2 separate regions of the Mus musculus genome follow, and region 1 is linked to region 2. Evidence: chromatin contacts called from public HiChIP or PLAC-seq data. All regions are on one chromosome and are shown on one strand. Each heading gives the region's core, a stretch centred on a gene start, on an enhancer-like site or on the middle of the called end of the contact. The rest is flanking DNA. Distances are from core to core; before and after follow the strand shown. Region 1 has its middle 33 kb from the start of Ypel2. Region 2 overlaps Gm38937 (a long non-coding RNA gene).

The links. HiChIP or PLAC-seq counts read pairs in DNA pulled down with a chosen protein or histone mark.
Region 1: a contact with region 2 is called in an HNF4G HiChIP or PLAC-seq map of pancreatic cancer cells. The contact joins two enhancer-like sites. A contact is called at or near these places in 1 of 484 Hi-C or Micro-C datasets (the N1E-115 cell line) and 1 of 115 datasets of contacts at active chromatin or transcription factors (pancreatic cancer cells).

What each region holds. Positions count from the first base shown.
Region 1 is chr11:87,025,169-87,028,284 of GRCm38.p6, forward strand. No RefSeq gene overlaps it. Among named protein-coding and RNA genes, the nearest start is that of Ypel2, 33 kb to the left of the region's middle. Within about 2 kb of position 1,578, at least 91 of the 459 cell types and tissues checked have an H3K27ac peak or open chromatin away from gene starts, as enhancers often do. A contact at or near this core is called in pancreatic cancer cells, where this site is marked.
Region 2 is chr11:86,379,304-86,382,619 of GRCm38.p6, forward strand. All of the region lies in intron 1 of Gm38937 (a long non-coding RNA gene), which reads right to left. Among named protein-coding and RNA genes, the nearest start is that of Gm38937, 3.1 kb to the right of the region's middle. Within about 2 kb of position 1,303, at least 81 of the 459 cell types and tissues checked have an H3K27ac peak or open chromatin away from gene starts, as enhancers often do. A contact at or near this core is called in pancreatic cancer cells, where this site is marked.

The DNA.
Region 1 (3,116 bases), core at 328-2,827, 650 kb after region 2:
GGGGTTACAGGGTGGTCAAATAGCCTTGATTTTTTTCTTTTTCACTTGAGTTCCAGGGATTGAACTCAGGTGCTCTCCTGAGCTGTCTCCCCAGCCCTCTCCTGAGCTGTCTCCCCAGCCCTCTCCTGAGCTGTCTGTTTCCCCAGCCCTCTCCTGAGCTGTCTCCCCAGCCCTCTCCTGAGCTGTCTGTCTCCCCAGCCCTCATTTTGGCTTTTTGAGGCAGGGACCCACATAGGCACATCTGACTTTGAATTCGCTCTTCAAGTAAAGCTGGTTTTAAATTCATCATCTTCCTGCCTCACTTTCCCAGGATTGGGAAATCCTTGTAATTCCAGATGGTTTCTAAATGTTTATTTCAGAATCACATGGCCTACAAAATGATGACTTATAGTCATGTGCCCGACCAAAAGGGAAGAGGATGCTCTGTGGAGGAGGAGGGGCTGGGAAGAACATTTGCAAGGAACATTGGCAGCACACCCGAGGACATTATGTTAGTACTAAGAATTACTGCTTCACTACTGGTAAACTTTTTATTATTTTATTTTTAATTTTAAATTTTTATTTAAGGTATACTTACACTTATTTCCTTGAGACAGAATATTACTATGTAACTCAAACTCACCTGAAACATTGCTATGCTGGTCTCAAACTCACCATGTAACCCAGACTGCCCTCAAACTTGTAGAAATCCTCCTGCTTCAGACTTCCAGAGTGCCAGGATTATTTATATATGTGAGGCACAGTTTCTGCTTCTGCCTTTGTTTGTTTGTTTGTTTAAATTGTTTTGTTTTGTTTTTGTTTTTCAAAACAGAGATTCTCTGTGTAGCCCTGATTGTTCCAGAAATCACTCTTTAGACCAGGCTGTCCTAGAACTCACTCTGTAGACCAGGCTACCCTTACTCTCACACAGATCCACCTGCCCCTCCTCCTGAATGCTGAGATTAAAGGCATGTGCCGCCATGCTAGGCAATTTCTGCCCTTTTCCTTTTTACAGCATTAATAAGAGCTGACCATGTTTGCAAATCACAAAAGGTTGAGATCACGTTAGGCGGCCCGAAGACTAGCTGGTTTTACCTGCTCAGGGATTCGTCAAGCCTGTTGCCAACTTTGTTTGCTTTCCTTCTTTAGATTGTTTGTAAGTACTAGAGATTGAATTTAGGGCCTCTCACATGCTGGCCTAGCATCCTACCACCCCATCACTCTGCCATGTATCGGATTCCCAGCTCCTTATAAATACCAGGGGTGGAAGAGCATGCCTGTACTCCCATTGCTTGGGAAATAGAGGGAGAGGATCAGGAGTACAAGGCCAGGCTTGGGTCAAGAGAGAAAGAGAGAGAGAAAAGAAAGAGATGAGGGAGAAGGGAAGGAAGGAGAGGAGGGCAGGGTAAGAAAGGAAGAGAAGGAAGGAAAAGAAAGAGCAAGAAAAATATCCAGGGACATTTCTTTTGGCTAACTTCCCAGATGAGTTGGCCAGAGAACAAGCAGGAAATGAAGACATAGGCAAGTAGGCATGGTGACAGTTGTTTAACAGGAGGTCATTTGCATGGGCGTGGAGGAACCTCAAGCTCAAGCAGGAACAGTGGCCCTCACCTCCGAGTGGAGGACATTGCTTGCTACTAGAACCTAAGAGGAAGGCTGCCCTGGGCACACAGATGTCTCCAAATAAGCTTGTCCTTCTGGCACAGGACGTTAGCCCAAAGTAATCCAAGAGAGAGGCCTCGGAGAATAAACACTAACCTCACTCTTTCTGGTCTCAAGGATAGTTCCATAGTGGCTCACAAACACTGTCACAGCTCTCTGTAACTCCAGGTCCAGAGGGTATGGTGCTCTCTTCTGACTCCAAGGGCACCAGGCACATGCAGACAAGCATTTGTATACATGAAAGAAAATAAATTTAATTCTTAAAAAAGTAACATGCCAGTTCTAAGTGTTAAGATTCACAGACGTTTAGCCAGACATAGTGGGACATCTTAGCACATGGAGGGACGAGGCAGGGGCAGGGACAGAGGCAGATCTCTGTGTTTGAGGCCAACCTTGTCTACAGAACAAGTTCCAGAGCAGCCAGGACAACACAGAGAAACCCTGTCTAAACAAGCAAAAACAAACATAAAATTCATGTGTTTTTTGTTTTGTTTTGTTTTGTTTGTTTTTTTTGTTTTTTGTTTTTGAGAAAGGGTTTCTCTGTGTAGCCCTGGCTGTCCTGGAACTCACTTTGTAGACCAGGCTGGCCTCAAACTCTGAAATCTGCCTGCCTCTGCCTCCACAGTGCTGGGATTAAAGGCGTGTGCCACCACTGCCCAGCTTAATGTTTTTGGCTTTTTTTTTTTTTAATGGTCTTGTTTTTATTTTTGGAATAGGATCTTACTGTGTAGCCAAGGCTAGTCTAAGGCTAATTGTGTAGCCCAGGTTGCCTTCAAACCTATGACAATTCTTCTACCCCAGTGTCCCAAATATTGGAATTATGGGTTTGAGCCACCATCCCTGGCATTATTTTTTGGTCTTTTTTTTTTTTTTTTTTTGGTTTTGTTTTGTTTTTTTTGAGACAGGGTTTCTCTGTATATCCCGGGCTGTCCTGGAACTCACTTTGTAGACCAGGCTGGCCTCGAACTCAGAAATCCACCTGCCTCTGCCTCCCGAGTGCTGGGATTAAAGGCATGCGCCACCACGCCCGGCTTGTTTTTTGGTCTTAAGATTCTCTTTCTTCATTTAAAAACAAAAACGGAGAGATGGCTCAGAAGTTGGGAGCACTGACTGCTCTTCCAGAAGACCCAGGGTCAATTCCCAGCACCTACATGACAGCTCATAACTTCTGTAACTCCAGTTCCAGGAAATCTGACATCCTCGAAGAGGCATACATGCAGGCAAAACACCAATGCAAATTAAAAAGAAAAAGTCAAAGAATCATCAGAGACTAGCAAGTACATTTGACACACAGGGGTGGTCCCCTTTTCAACTCAAATTGGGGACTTTTCATAGGATAGGACAGTATTGCAAGTCGAATGTGGTGGCATACACCTGTATTTCAAGCACTCAGGATGGAGTCAAGAGGAATGCTACAAATTCAATGGTAGCCTGGGATACAGAGCAAGTGCCAGGCCAGCCAGAGCTACAGAGTG
Region 2 (3,316 bases), core at 53-2,552:
TTGCAAGATTATTCTGGAATCCCCACAGAGAACCTTTGCCAGCTGACATCAGTTGGAGGGAGAAGGGACCATGAAAGAGGGTCAGATATGTAACACAAACAAGGCGCAGCATGCTGGCTTTGGAAGTGAAGGAGGGAGCCAGAAGCCTGTAGAAGCTGAGAAAAAGTGAGGCGCCTTCCCTAGAGCTTCCAGAAAAAGCAAGCAGCTCTGATGATACCTTGGTTTGAACCCAGTCAGGTCTGTATCCAACTCCTACCCCACTAACTACAAGATAATGAATTTGTGCCATTTAGGCAAGTCAACATATGGTAACTTGTTAAAGCAGCAATAGTAAATAAAGAGATTTAGATACCAAAAAGGACTCAAGACTGTCAGGGAACTTACAGCTTGGTGGGTTGTCATTAAGTAATTAATAATGCACAGAAGTCTAGAAGTTAACATCGGTAATGATGAAGATGGTCAATCTTCATAATATCCCCTAAAATTATTCTAAAGTAATATTTAATTTTTCTTACTAATGTTTAATTTAAAGATGAAGGTACAATAGAGCAAATTTGTTTGCTTTTGCTTCAGCAGGATAAAAATTCCACTGAAACAGAGATAAATATAGTATGTTACGGCCAGGAGTAGTGATGTATGTCTTTAATGCCGGCATTTGGGAGGTAGAAACAGGATACTTGTGAGTCTGAGGTGAGCCTGTTCTACATAGCAAGCTCCAGGCTAGCCAGGGTGCAGAGTGAGATCCTATCTTGAAAAGAAAATCATTTTTTTCTTTTTCTTTTTTCTCTTTGTTTTGTTTTGTTTTAAAGATAGGGTCTCACTACATAGCTCTGGCGCTCTGGCTGTCCTGGAACTCATCGCAGACCAGTAAACTAGGCTGACTTCAAACTCATAGAGATCCGCCTGCCTCTGCCTCCCGAGTGCCGGGATTAAAAGCATGCACTACTATGCCCAGCTTAAATATAATTAAAATAAAGTTTATTTATATAGGGGGTCTAGGTTGAGTCTAAGGTGGTATCTCCACTTTGAATAAAAACATGTCTAAGTTTCCACACAGCTTGACTGCCAGTCTGCTGAAAGGGGTGATGACTTCACGAGCTAAGTAATACTAATTGATCTTCCAGAGCTGAGATGACCAACAAGTGCCAGTTCATCAGGTTAGCCTCAGGGAGTTTTATTGTAAGAGTCCATGTTCACAGGACCCTAGGGAAGACAGGCTACTAGAGTCAGGAAGCGCTGAGTAGGAAGGAAGCTCTGGCCTCAAGGAATGAGTTCCGAGGTGACTCAGTCCTCCCTTGTGCCTGCCATGCCTTCTGCTCACTACTGCCTAGCTCTCGTGTCATTTACACTGTGGGTATTTTTACACACTGTTGGCTCTGCTTATTCATAACTTGGCTTACTCATAACCTGACTCAGTCAGACCTTTGATTCATTACATTCCTCTCCTGATATTTCCAACTTCTCTCTACTCCACCGATTGCCAGCTTTAGTCAGGGATTTTTTTTTCCTTTCATTGAAAATTAGCCATTGAGCACCTACTGGGTGCACCCGTGTGCCTTCTTCTCCAGTCAGAGAAAGAAAGATGTCAGCTGAATAATTACGAAATCGACTCAAGCACATTCTGACTTACTACGTGTGCTTGTTCGCGTGAGGCTCGTGGATAAGTTGTTCAGTGCTTTCTGCACTAGCTGCCCTCAGGAACACGAGTAACAGGTTGTCCCATTTAACACCACATGACCCTCCCCATCTCCTGAGGTCAAGGCAGCTGATTAAACTAAGGATTGGCACTTGACCAAGAACTATTAATACATTGGTTGGCCAGCAACCAGCAGTTTAACTCTAATAAACTTCCCTTACAAGAAAGGGATTATAATGATACATGGCATACATTCTATAAAAATGATACCTTTACCATGATGGGGTGGGGTAAACCTTATACTTCAGAGAAGCCTTCCATCCACTGTGGAAGAGAAAGCTAGAGGCTACTTGTTTGATTCAGGAGCTCTGAGTACAGGACAGGGCAGGGAGTGAACAGGGCTGGCTTTGAGCAGATCACAGGTCCTTCATGGATCACTTAAATGATAGCCAGAGTAAGGATTAGGGAACCTGTGTGAAGTTCCTTTGTGCAAAAGAATCAGTATCCGTAGCCCTGGGTAGGAATAAATGATCATCTTCAAGAGGATTGTTTCTCAGGGATTCTATGGGACGGTCCTTGGTCTGGGTCCAAGTGCATAGATTTCAACACAGCACTGGCTCCTTATGCCAGGCTTTAGATCATCTTGTTTATTTAGGCAGTACTCAATGAAGTATTTTAGAGAAGCCATTCAAAATCATCACCACATAATACTAGCCTAGAACCTTGAGTCACTCCCTTCCACCCCCACTGCCATCCCCACTGGAAGCCAAAGACATAGTTTACTATGTCAATGAAGGTCAGACTGAAGGGCAGTCCCTCACACTTCTAATCGTTAAGCCATCGACAGGATGATAGCATGACTCAGTTCTTTACATGTTTTGTGCAGTGTTACTACCAGTGAGGCAAGAGGAGGTAAGGCTACGGGATCTTGAATTAGTAATAGCTTTCTCTTTGAGCCAGACTGACTAAAGGGCTGGTGGTTCTTGGGAATTTGTGTTTTCTGGGTTTTGGAACAGGATGTTGGCACATTTGTTCTGTTGTCTGAAGAGAGCCTTCATTTGGAAATAAAAACACACAGAGAACTGAATTTCCCCTGGGACCATCTGGTCGTGTGACTTGGAAAGGAGTATTCAGTATTGGCCCAGGGTTACTTGAGGTTATGGAAGTTTGTGTAGACCCTAGTCGTAGGGCTGGAGCACAGAAACCCAGGAGCTGGACATCTGCATGCACAGCAAGACAACACCAGACAAGTTGGATGTGGTAGTGTTCATGATGGAAGCCCTGGGGTTAGAGAGGCACAAAGTCTTTCAAGATTAGAAGACCTCTAGCTTCTAGAGATTACCAGTCTCAGGGGCTGTGGAGATGGTTCAATCAGTAAAGGGATTGCCTTGCAAGCAGGAGGACCCAAGATCAAACCCCACAACCTACATGAAAATGTCAGTGTGGTAGCATGTGCTTATAATTCTAGTGATGGGCGGGTGGAGGCAGGAGGATACCTGGAACACAATGGCCAGCTACCCAATCCTAGTAAGTGGGAATGACCCTGTCTCAAAGGGGGAATGACACTCAGCACTCCTAAAGAGATCTCTCTCTCTCCCTCTCCCTCTCCCTCTCCCTCTCTCTCTCTTTCTTTCTCTCTCTCTATCTCTCTCTCTCTCTCTCTCTCTCTCTCTCTCTCGC